2 separate regions of the Sus scrofa genome follow, and region 2 is linked to region 1. The links are chromatin contacts, called in public Hi-C maps. All regions are on one chromosome and are shown on one strand. The core of a region is the stretch at or near the end of the contact, and the rest is flanking DNA. Distances in the headings are between cores, read along the strand shown.

The links. A called contact is a pair of places that touch in the nucleus more often than the background predicts.
Region 2: a contact with region 1 is called in a Hi-C map of skeletal muscle, with 8 times the contacts expected there. The contact joins two enhancer-like sites. A contact is called at or near these places in 4 of 47 Hi-C or Micro-C datasets (fetal heart ventricle, heart right ventricle and skeletal muscle) and 1 of 2 datasets of contacts at active chromatin or transcription factors (skeletal muscle).

The regions. Positions count from the first base shown.
Region 1 is chr15:118,953,125-118,959,077 of Sscrofa11.1, forward strand. No RefSeq gene overlaps it. Among named protein-coding and RNA genes, the nearest start is that of IGFBP5, 78 kb to the left of the region's middle. Within about 2 kb of position 3,232, at least 13 of the 83 cell types and tissues checked have an H3K27ac peak or open chromatin away from gene starts, as enhancers often do. A contact at or near this core is called in skeletal muscle, where this site is marked.
Region 2 is chr15:119,067,209-119,073,161 of Sscrofa11.1, forward strand. No RefSeq gene overlaps it. Among named protein-coding and RNA genes, the nearest start is that of TNP1, 32 kb to the left of the region's middle. Within about 2 kb of position 2,338, at least 9 of the 83 cell types and tissues checked have an H3K27ac peak or open chromatin away from gene starts, as enhancers often do. A contact at or near this core is called in skeletal muscle, where this site is marked.

The sequences.
Region 1 (5,953 bases), core at 1,982-4,481:
GTTTACACACTATGGCCCCTAAACACTGCTCAGCAACTTCACTAGCTGCCCAATCAGAGAGACCCTCTCTGATCTCTTTCTCCCCTGGAATCAAAACTGGCTTTGCTGGACTTATTGAGAGATGTAGTGTACACTGCAATGGACGGAATAGGAAGCTCGTGTTGGTCTCGTGGCATAGTTGCTTTAGATGCTGACTTTGGAACCCAGATGCCCAGGTAAGATGCTTCACTGGAGCCACTTCTCATCCCTTTAGCGCCTGCTGCAATGATGAAATGGACTAGGTTGCCATGGCAAAATTTTTTATAATATAAAAATGTTGACAGAGACTAGCAAACACTCTTTTCCTGCTCATTTTATTCCCCCAGTTTCTCTCCCCAATTTTAAGGTATATTCCTTGTAGGAAAAGCATTATATTTAAGTTCTAGAATTTTATTTGTTTTTCTTAAATAGTGCCATAAAATACATACTGTTTCATCTTGTTCTGTTTCACGTAACGTTGTATCTTGGATTTTCCCACATTGCTTAAGCTGTTCTCTCTCACTCCTCTTGGCTCTCACACTGAAGTTCTGCCTGTGGCCCCTTCAGTTTGGGCAGTGTGTATGAATAACAACAACAACAACAATATAGCAAAGTTATAGCACTTTACATATAAAATCATGTAATCCATTCCACAAAATTATCCCCACTTTCTGGATGAGGACACTGAAGCATAGAGAGCTCATAACAGAGTGAGCAGTAAGGGTTGGAATCTGGAACAGGCAGTTTGGTCCAGAGTCACCAGACCAACCTCTATAGTATACCTGCCTTGGCCATGTATTTTTGACTTAGTTTGCTTTTTAATTTCAGTATTTCTTACATCCTCAGATGAAAGGCTTGTTCTCCTGGGTTGGGCTCTGCTAGGGGTGATCACATTCAAACAGGATTTGGGCGCGATAAAACCAGAGTTGCAAAGCAGTGTATACTCCTGGAGGGAATGCAAACGCTTACATGTCATTCTGCCTTCCAAGGATGACCCCGTTGGGGAAAAACTGGGTCATAGCGAGTCCCTCGACATTATTTCTCTGCCCTGGCTGATGCGTCTTTGGGAACTTGATGCCACTCCCCCATTAATTTCTCCCAGATAGGTTAGGAACCCTGAAGGATGACTTGTGAGTGCTACACACATCAGTCCCCTTGACCATCTCCCCTAGAAGCTGCCACCTTCCAGCCGCCTGTCCTGGCTCCTGGCCAGGGTGCCTCTGACTTTGCAAAGACCGCAGGAGGCAGTTATGTCCCAGATGGCTGCCAAAAGGGGCTGCCCCGCTGGTGCCTGCCTGCCCTGCCGCGAGAGGAGATAAGTGTCCTCCAAGAACTCTGTGCGAAGTGCTTGGAGAGGGTGGGGGAGGGCCTTTGGCTGGGTGGGGTGGTGGTGGAGATTGCTCACAAGGGGGGGGCTTTGATCTGGAGACCATGTCAGTGGATGTGGGCAGACACTATTTTGGGCAAGGAGAATATCAGATTTGTGTGCTGTCAGCTGGGACTATTGAGTGGCGCTCTGTGCTGAGCCCTAACTTGACTGCAAATCTGTCAGCTGGGACTATTGAGTGGCGCTCTGTGCTGAGCCCTAACTTGACTGCAGCTGCCCCTAGTTGGCCACTGATTCAAATCCTACCTGACTACACAGGGCCCGGGTGAAGCCCTTCTCCCACTCGGGCCAGTCTTGGTCGTCAGTAGCATTTATCGTTCAGGAGAAGGTGCCATTTATTTACTGCGGGTCAGCTATTTGCCTGGCACTGCTCTCCATTTGGCTTATATCTTCACTGGAGTTGGGTGAGGTGGGGTGGGACAGGACTCTCACCTCCTGCCTCACCTCTCCTTCTCTCCTCATCCCAGATTATGAAGACTTTCTCATTTTTCAGGACTCGTTGAGGGGTTGGCAGCCATGGTCAGAGCATGGCCCGGAGCTGGGTTTCCTAGAGCTCAGTTTAGATCAAGTGCTTGTAGGTGATGAGATAGAGCATGAAGGGGAGGAGATGGTGGGTTGCTGAGTCTGGCAGCATCAGGGTCTCTTCCATCTCAAAGTCTGTGGATGCATTTGTAAGTTAGTGTTTTATTTCTTTTGGAGTTAAAAAACAAAAAGGAGGATTTCCCGTTGTGGCTCAGTGATAACGAATCCAGCTAGTATCCATGATGACTGGGGTTCAAACTTCAGTGGGTTAAGGATTGGGCATTTCTGTGAGCTGTGGAGAAGGTTGCAGATGTGGCTTGGATCTAACAGAGCTGTGGCGTAAGCTGGCAGCTGCAGCTCTAACACCTAGCCTGGGAATTTCCATATGCTGAGGATGTGCCCCTAAAACGACAAAAAGAAAACCAAAAACCAAAAACCAAATAAAAAAAAAAAAAAAAAGAGGGAAAGCAAACCAAAGAGGGGAGAAAACTTTCAGACTGTTCAGGAGAAGAATCAGAGCATCAGAGCAATTAACTTCTTCAAAAAGACTGGCAAAGTGAAGGTGGAACGAGAGAGAGACCCTGATAGCCTGAGTCCCAGACTCAAGTTCTCATCCATACAAACTGCTACTAATTAGAGCCTGAGATTTTCTCTTTTTGGCCCCACCTGTGGCAGAGGAAATTCCCAGGCCAGGGATGGGGCCCACACCACAGTAGCCACTGGAGCCACAGCAGTGACAATGCTGGATCTTTAACCTACTGAGCCATCAGGAAACTCCAGAGCCTGAGATTTATTGATGTTACTTGCTTGGAATATTCCAAGAAGATCTGGGTCTCTCCATACACCAGAGAGGAGGGCTGCTCCCAGGATTTTAGGCTATCTGCTTCAAACTAGATTAGCAACAAAGGAAAGCACATCACAACCACCTAAAGTGGGGCCACAGCCATGGAGGTGGGTGGCACAGCCTACCTTGAGAAAGATGTCCAGAGTTCCTTGATATTTAAGAACAAGAGTTGGTCCTTATTTTCTGAAGAGAAGTGGTAAGGAAATAAAAAGAAACCAGTCCCCAAAATAGGAGCTGAGTGTGTGAAGGAGATATTTATTGTTTCCATTTTATTGTTTCATAAGCTTTTGAAAATGATGAGAAATGTTGTGGGACTTTGGAGTCTGGATTGCACTAGAAGTCCATGGAAGCTGAGTGGGAGGGAAGTGGTGCCTAAAAATACTCCGTGGAGGAAGGGCCCATGAGGTCATCTCCCCAGGATACTCCATCCATCCTGGCCAGACTCTGGCTCCAGTCCCTTGTCCAGCTCTGAGTACAGTCAATTGAACAGAGCTGGTGCTCAGGAATGAGTGTTGACTGATGAGCAGCTTGAGAGGGACGGGGAACCTGGAGAGGTTTCAGAGGAGAGACCCAGAGGTGATGAAATGGCTGGAAACTGGAGCTCAGGGGCCAGGTCAAGGAGATGGGACTGGCTCCTCCTGGACAGGAGCAGAGTGGGAGTGAGGGCTGGGGGAACAGCCATTTCCAGCCCCTGAGGGGTCAGGTCTTGGCTGTGCTCCGGCCAGCCCTGCAAGGGTGGAATGACAGTCACGTGTGGCTTTGCTCTTGTGGCTGGACTATGACTTACCAATGCATTTGAAAGCCCATGGCAAGGCTGAGCCGCCTTTTCAGGTTATCTGCACAATTGCCCCCTTCTGTAAATGAGAATGACTAAGACTTACAGCCCTTGCAGCTAACCGATCCTGAAGCTCTCCCTGCCCACAAGAGTGACTCGTGAGTGGCGCATTTCAGACAGCTGGCATGAGGGTGGTGGAGACAGTCTTGAACAGCTGGGGAGCCTGTCTAGTGCCCATCAATCATCCTCTGCATGAGGTCACCCACTTTCTCATTGGACCCTGGAAGGGAGGACTGGAGTGAGGCCAAAATGGGGGAGTAAAGACTTTTTCTGTGGCAAGGGAACAAGCTCACTACTACTGTTAGGAACTTTACATGGGTTTCCATTTAATTTTTCAATAATCCTATGAGAGAGAGAGGGGAGGGATTATTCTCCTGTTTTTTAGATTAGAAGGTGAAGGCAGAAAGAGAGTAGGCAATTTACTCAAACTTGCACAGTTAATTATCTGTAAAATTGGGGTTTGGATCAGGGCAGGTCTAGTTCCAGAGCCCATTGGCAGCTGGTGAGGGCAATACAGAGAGTACAGTCAGTTTCTTTCGGCCATGTGCTCTTCATTGGTACCCAGGGAGCATCCTCAGGTCAAGCTCACGTCTTACTCTTCAGGATCTATGGTTGAAATTCAGAGGCCAGTTGAAAGCTTCTCCAGCATCTGGCCCCATCTCTTGGCTCTGGATCTGCTCTCAATGGCAGGTCCAATGTGGAGCCTCCCTGAGGTCCTTCCAGGCAGAGAGGAAAAGCTGGGTGGGGAGGAGGAGGGATGCAGGTTTATGTGTCTGGAAGCGGCGAAAGAGATACAATCCCCAGGCTTGGATTTACAGTGGGTGTCTGGTTGCCTCAGCCTGGAATCTGAACCGCACCATTTTCCATGGGTGAATTAGCTAAACAATCCAGCCCACAAAGGGAGCAGCTCTGATCTGTCAGTTAACAGGCTCAGAGAGCCGGGGGGTGTGCATGGAGCTAGGAGGGGAAGGAGGAGACTGCTGGCGAGAACTGGACCTTCTCTTGTCTTGCTGCCCTGAGCCTGGCCTTTCTGCTTTGGGAACCTGGGCGGGAGGCTGGTCTGATTTCCCTGTGGTCTGAATGGTGGGAATTTTTTTTTGGTGGCAGATTATATTTTCCCGAGGTGGTTTGAATTACACCTGCCCCGTTTCATTTAATTAGGGCTGGTACTGCTGTCTATTGTGTCCAGTGGGCCTTCCCGCAGGAATAAATAGTAACATGTTTGTTTTCTCTCAGGTAGGGTATTTTTTTTTTTTTTTAATGATGAGGTTGGCAGAAGAGGGGAGAGCATAAGGAGTGGTGATGAAGTCATCAGGAAAGAGGATGTTAGAGGACAAATTCTCACCCCATTGAGCCTGCAGGAGTGACTCCCCCTCCATTTCTTCTTGGACCCACTTCTTCACAATGTATTCAGAGCCTCCTCTGTTTTCACTTCTATTCCCCAGCCAGGCTTTCTTTCCCTTTGCAATATACCTGGGAATCAGGCATTTCTTCCTGTAGTACTGCTGGTCTTCCTTGACCCTTCTCATTTTACTGTAGTTTTCCATCCACGCTCTTTCTCTCTCTCCCTCTTGCTTCTGTCTATTATGAGCTCTTTAATGGGAAATTGTTGAATAAGCCATGGTCTGGCCATGAAATGTTATGCAGCCAGGAAAAAGAATATGAAAAGCTCTATGTATGTTGACTTAGAAGGTTTATCAAGAGACATTGCAAAGAAAAGGATGTGAATAGTATGCTCTTTTTTTTTTTTCTTTTTACAGCTGCACCTGTGCATACAGAAGTTCCCAGGCTAGCGGCTGAATAGGAGCTGCAGCTGCCAGCCACAGCCACGGCTGTAGCAACACCAGATCCAAGCTGCATCTGCAACCTCTGCTGAAGCTCATGCAATGCTGTATACTTAAACCACTAAGCGAGGCCAGGGATCAAACCTGAACCCTCATGGACACTATATCAGGTTCTTAACCCACTGAGACACAATGGGAACTCCAGTATGCTTTTTTATATAATAAATATACATATGTGCACATATATTTTTAGAAATATACGAAAGAACCATCAGCTGTGGTTGTTTCTGGGGAAGGGGGATAGAGCCTGGTTTTGGAGAGAGATCTCCTCTTATATAACTCTTTGAGCTATTTGACATTTTTTATCATGTGCATGTATTACATTTTGCAATACAGAATTGATTTATGTGTGAACCACATGGGATTGGCAATGGGATCCTGCTGTGTATCACTGGGAACTATGTCTGGTCAGTTGTGATGGAGCATGATAATGTGAAAAAAAGAATACATATATGTATGTGTAAGTGGCTCACCATGCTGTATGGTAGAAAATTGACAGAACA
Region 2 (5,953 bases), core at 1,088-3,587, 110 kb after region 1:
TCAGAGGCATTCCCCAGAGCCCTGGGTGTGTGGTAAATGTGTGTTTCTGCATATCCACTGAGTCTTTTTTGTACAGAATCTCAATACGGCCCAGAGTGGTCTGTGGTTGAGACAAGGAGGGACCTGAAACCCATCCCTTCAGCTTCTCCAGTGGCTCTCTCAGTGACTTCTAAGCCACCTTGGAGGACCCCGGGGGTTCCATGGAACCCAGTTTAGGAACCCCTGATGAAGCCTAATTAATTTTGCACGTCATTAGGCAAACTCAGTGTGAGCTCCAACTGCTCCTCAGGAGTTCAGCCAATAACGAGGGCTTGAGGGGCCCATTTGTTTGCCCACCCAGGCCTGCTTCTCCATGGTCCAGGGGTCTGCTGGCCCTGCTATGACAAAGACAGAGGTGGGAGTGTCTTCCCAGAGCAGGGGAGCCGGGGTGGGGGGGGGGGAGTAAGTTTGGACAGTGTAGAGAAGCAGGTGCCTGGCCAGGCTCCTCTGACTTTGCCTGCTTGGATCTCCACAACCCAGGCTTTGAAGGGTAGTGTTCCACAGCTGCTTCCCAGAGCATCAGACCCATGGCTCTTCATCCGAGGACGTACCTTTTTGTTCCCCTTCCATCCATAATGCCAGTTTGGCAAAGACTGAAGTCTGTGATGTCCTCCTGGTAGGCTCAGTGCCCAAGAGCACAGCCAGGGTCCTGAGAATTCCTGCAGAAAGGAATCCCGTTCTTCCCTGCATTAACCATGTCTAAGATTTCTTGCAGCAGCACCTGATCAATAGTCCTAGGGGTTAGGTTCTGTGTCACGTTTGTCCCTATACTGAAATCAAGTGTGTTTACTCAAAGCATCTTCCAGCACTGGGGCTCTTTGCTGTGTATTGGGTCTCTCCCTTAATGGAATTCAATCTCCCAAGAGCAGGATATTTGTTCAGCTGAGGACAGTGCTTAGAGCCTAGCAGACGATATTTGTTGAGTGGGAGCATCCTAAGTGGTCTGGGTGCTAGGGAAGGCAGATATGTGTACCATGCCTTTAGCTGTGCTGTGCCTCCCGCCAGCAACACCCTCCCTGTCCTCTGCCCTCCTCATTCCATGCTGATCACTTCTCTCTGGTCTCTGGCTTACCCCGACTAGAGTCCTTCTGGCTACTCACCACCTGCTACCACTCATCCTTGGCCACACTCCCTTAGGACACCTGTTCTACTTTATCAGACCCCACTTACTTGGCTTTCTTCTCTGGGTAAATTAAGGAGAGCAGGTTCAATTCAGGGAGCAGCCTGCAGGCTGAACTGTGATGACTGTGGGCTAGGCTGGGGTGGGTACTTGAGATACAGCCGACCACAGGCCCTGGGCTCAGAGGCCTGATGTGCAGAGTGGGGTCAGCTCCTACTAGGTTCCAACAGCCACTCATTAAATTTTCAGGGGTTTTCCAAGCTGATTGTTAAACAGAACCTTCTGATAATTCATGCTTGTGTGTAGCCATAGGCTCGCCACAGATACAAGGGTTAGGTAGCTGAACTCTGAACACTTTCTTGTAGAATCAATTGGCTAGATGGATTTACAAAAAAGAATATTGTGGGGAGTTCTCAGTTGCTGCTTAGCAATAACAAACCAGACTAGTATCCATGAGGATGCAGGTTCCATCCCTGGCCTCTCCCAGTGGGTTAAGGATCCGGAGTTGCTGTGAGCTGTTGTGTAGTCTGGCAGCTGTAGCTCCAATTAGACCCCTAGCCTGGGGGTGTGGCCCTAAAAAGACAAAAAAATAATATTTTGCGTTTTATTAGTATTTGTAAATTTTGTGCTTTGTATTGGCAAAATTTATTTTATGCTTTTTTTTTTTTTTCTAGAGAGCATTGATTGGGGCTTTATTAGAGGAGGGCCAGATGTGGTGTAAACAAGGAAAAGAGCTGCTTGCTTGGTCCTGTGGGGCTGAAAAACTCTAAAGGAACTTAGGGAATGGACACTGAAAGGCCCATGGACCCACTCACAACCACAGACCTCACTGATGGCAAAATAAGTTAGAACCCCATGTCCTGGCACTTGCCACCCTGGAATACTAGCCTCTTCCATCCTGTCCTAGACCCCAGGATACCCTGCTGCCTTTCCTGGTTCTCATGGGCTGTACAGATGTCCTCAACCTCCCCCAGCCTTTCCCAGGCTAGGGGAGCAGGGGACGGAGGGGAAGGGGCCCTGCTTGGAGGCACATCTGCCACAGCTGTGCTCCTGGCCGTCCAGACACCCTTCCGTCACGCTCTGACAGATGCATCCAAATAAATCAGTTCACAGCAGGAAAGGGCTTGGGGAGTTCCAAGTCTAGTGAAACAAGATCTGGTCTGGAGGGACGGAGAGCAGCCATGTCTGAGGGAGCCAGGATGGTGGGCCCCAGGCCAGACCTTGGTGCTGGAGCTCTGAGGGAAGCCAGGGAGGCCGCTCCCCAGTGTGGGGTCTTTCTGTCCACCCCTTCCCTCGGGGGCCCCTCTCCTTCTCTCCTCCCTCGACTGGTCTTTCAAGATGGAATTCAGATGGGCCCTGCGTGTGAGAGTGTGCTGCTGGCTAGTGACTGCCTGGGTTCTCAAGCCTGCAGAGCTCCGAGTCAGCATGGGAGCCACAGAAGGGCAGCAGTGCAGCATGAGTCACTGGGTCATGGGGGATGGGCACCAGGCCTGGGCCTGGCTTGCCTGTTGAGTGGTCGGAGGAGTTTGAAGCCCGCTGTTTTTCCAGTCACCAGAGTTGGGTGAGAACACCTGCTGTGTTTAGCAATGTGGATGCCGTGTGTTCCTAGCAGACACTCAGACAAGCACTGGCTTATTTTCATGGTGATTCAAAGAATCACAAACGTCCTCTCCTCAGGAGCTTCCTACTGGGCAGTCGCATTTCCTTTTCTTCTGGGTCATGAGGACACAGGCTTCCACAACCTCCCTCAGAGGCATGTGGCCACAGCCAGAGGGCTATAAGATTTTTCTGTGGTCTATCTTTCAAATCTCTTTAACTATCACTGCAGCACATTCCTTCCTATGGACTACAGAGAGCTTGCACCTAGGGTGGCTTGCCTCTGCTCATGCAAGTTTTATTTCTTAGATTCAGAGGAAAATGAAGCCTATTTCTCCTCAATCTGGAAACTGCCACTTGTGTTGGTGGGGGAGTGATAGCAGGGGAGAAGTGGGTCATTTAGGTTCATGGGCATCTAAGAAGGGGCAACTGAATGTTGGATCCAGAAGGCAGGGCCCAGGGTCGAGGGTCACAGAGTCCAAAGAGATGGCTAGAGCAGCACTGGACGACCGACTTGGGAATACACGTTCCAGACTGGAGCCAGCTCACTGCCTGTCCTCATGTTGATGTATGGAATACAGGCCACTACTTACTAGCCAGGAGCCACATAAAACACAACTGTTTTGTTTCTCACACCCTAGCCAGCCTGCTGGGAGCTGATGGTCGCCAGGGAGAGGCCAGAAGCCAGCAGGTGAAGTGTGCCCCCAACAGGAGCTTACCTCACCCGGCTGGCATCAGGGCAGACTCAGAGGACAGGGTCTCGTATCACTGTCAGCTCCCCTTGGCAGTTACCTCTCTGAAGACTGACTGGGCCAGCTCTGCCACACTTATGTAAGGGGACCTGACTGCGCCTGGCGTGCCTGCGCTGGCAAAGTCCAAAAATAAATGCTATTGACCGATAAAGATTTGAAGTGCTGGCTTGTGAGGAGGGAAAGTGGGCAAGACTAATGGCAGCAGGTACTGCTAAGGCCGCTGAGGGGCAAGAACTCTGCAAAGGCCACTGGAGGCCCTTTCTTCCGTCATCCTATATAGTTTTCAAATAAGGGCCCACAGAAAGCTGTGCTGAGGTTCATCTGAGAACACAGGAAGGACCTGGGTCGGGAATGGCATCTCCATTTTATACACTAAGAAGCTAAGCACAGGGGTTCAGTGACAAGGCCAGCTAGTAAGAGGCAGAGCTGGTTCCAGAAGAGGGTATTCTGATTCTTAATCTGGTCTCCTTCCTCTGTAGCAGGTTTTCTCCTCACAGCTCCTCTGTCGTGTGTCCCATGCTTCGTCAAGTACTCATTACTTTAGGCTAATACCTGCTAGACCTGATAAACCAATCTACGACAAGGCTTTATTAGATACGGGCAATGTGGATGGTCAGAAAGGAGACACTGTTGAGGAGTGGGTTACAGGGTGGCTTTTAATATAGAGGTGCCAGATTTAGCAAATGAAAATATGATGCCCAGTTCAATTTGGATTTTAGATAAACAGTGAATTAGTTTTCAGTCTAAGTATGTCCTAAATATTGCACAAGACTCTCCTTATACTAAACATCTAATAGATGCAAACTATTGCCTCTGGAACGGATTAGCAATGAGATCCTGCTGTGTAGCACTGGGAACTATGTCTAGTCACTTATGTTGGAGCATGGTAATGTGAGAAAACAGAATGTGTACATGTATGTGTAACTGGGTCACCATGCTGTACAGTAGAAAAAAAATTGTATTGGGGAAATAGAATGAAAAAAAAAAAAACCGCATTGAATGAGGAGTTCTGTATTTTATCTGGAAAGCCTATTTTAATGGTCCCTAAACCATGAGAACATCATTTTAATTACTGTGAAGACAAGTTCTATATTAGAATATTATAATTTGCCAGCCAAAAATATGTCTTGAAAGAGGTTGAGTTTCTGAGTGGATTTTAAGTTAATTCTGTGTAATAGACAAGGGGATAAACAGAGATGGGTGGAACTAAAAACCCTAGGATCTGTCAGGTTTATGTAACCACTACATTTCCAACCATTAGCTTTTATTGTCCCATAGCTCTAGGATGCTCTGTTCTATTTTTGTTTTCATTTCCCTGTTTTTAACTCCTTTTTGCCTTATGTTTAAATTCATTTAATTTTCATTGACCTATCTTCAAGTTCACCAATCCTTTCCTTTACTATATCGAGTCTATAGATTAGTTAGCCATTGGCTTTCAGCAGCAAGAACCAACTCTGCAGAAATGGGTGCGGTTATAGCTGTTAGGGACCATGAGAAAGAACTTTCTGTGGCAGAGGATGTGAAATCTTAGAAGAGAAGACCTAGGGAATCTGATCTTCAACACGGTTTATGTGGCATCTTTTGGGGAGGGGGTTAGGCTCCATCTGGGTTGAGTTTCCTAGCACAAGCATTTCATCTGCTGTGGTTTAGGAGTGGAGGGAGGGGTTTTCTTGCTATTTTGCCTAAGATGCCAATGCAAATTCCACATGGAGACTAGGCAAAGCCTTGAGCCCAATAAAAGGTAAGTGAGAAATGAAAAACATCAGAGAGTTAAAGTGAGGAGATCCACCCTTAGGAAAGAGCCAGCTAGATCTACTGGTTTGAGGCCTTTAAGCCCATGGCTTTGTTGTGAGTACAGTGGCTGGTCAGGGAAACTTGCAAAGTGAGAAGATGCTGGAAAGTTCCTGGAGGTAACTGTCCACATTCTGAAGACCACAAACACCTGGTTTGGGACCAAGCAGATGTGGTCCCCACTTATGAGTGCCTATAGTTATTGGTAATTACTCTGGGGACAATCATGTTAAATAGGGCTCAGTCCCAACCTCATGGAGCTTTTAGTCAAGAAATACCTGGAATGCATCCCCCAGATGTTTGTACTCATATTTTGTTTTGTTTTGTTTGTCACTCAAGTTTCAGCTTAAATGTCACCTACTGACAGACCTTTCCTACAAGTCTAATCTAATGTACCCCTCCATCATTTCACATAGTCCTTTGGCAATCAAGACGTAGTGTTTTCTTGTTTATTTATTGCCTTATTTACGCATCGAATATCTTCCCCTTCTACAATATAAGTCCCAGCAAGTATATGTATCACATTTCCTCTTCCCATTCCCTGCTGTATGTCCCTTGTCTGGCAAATAATAGGTATTAAATAAAGTTTTTTAAATTATTTTTTTAAATTATAGCTGATTTATAATGTTCTGTCAATGAATAAAGTTAATTAATG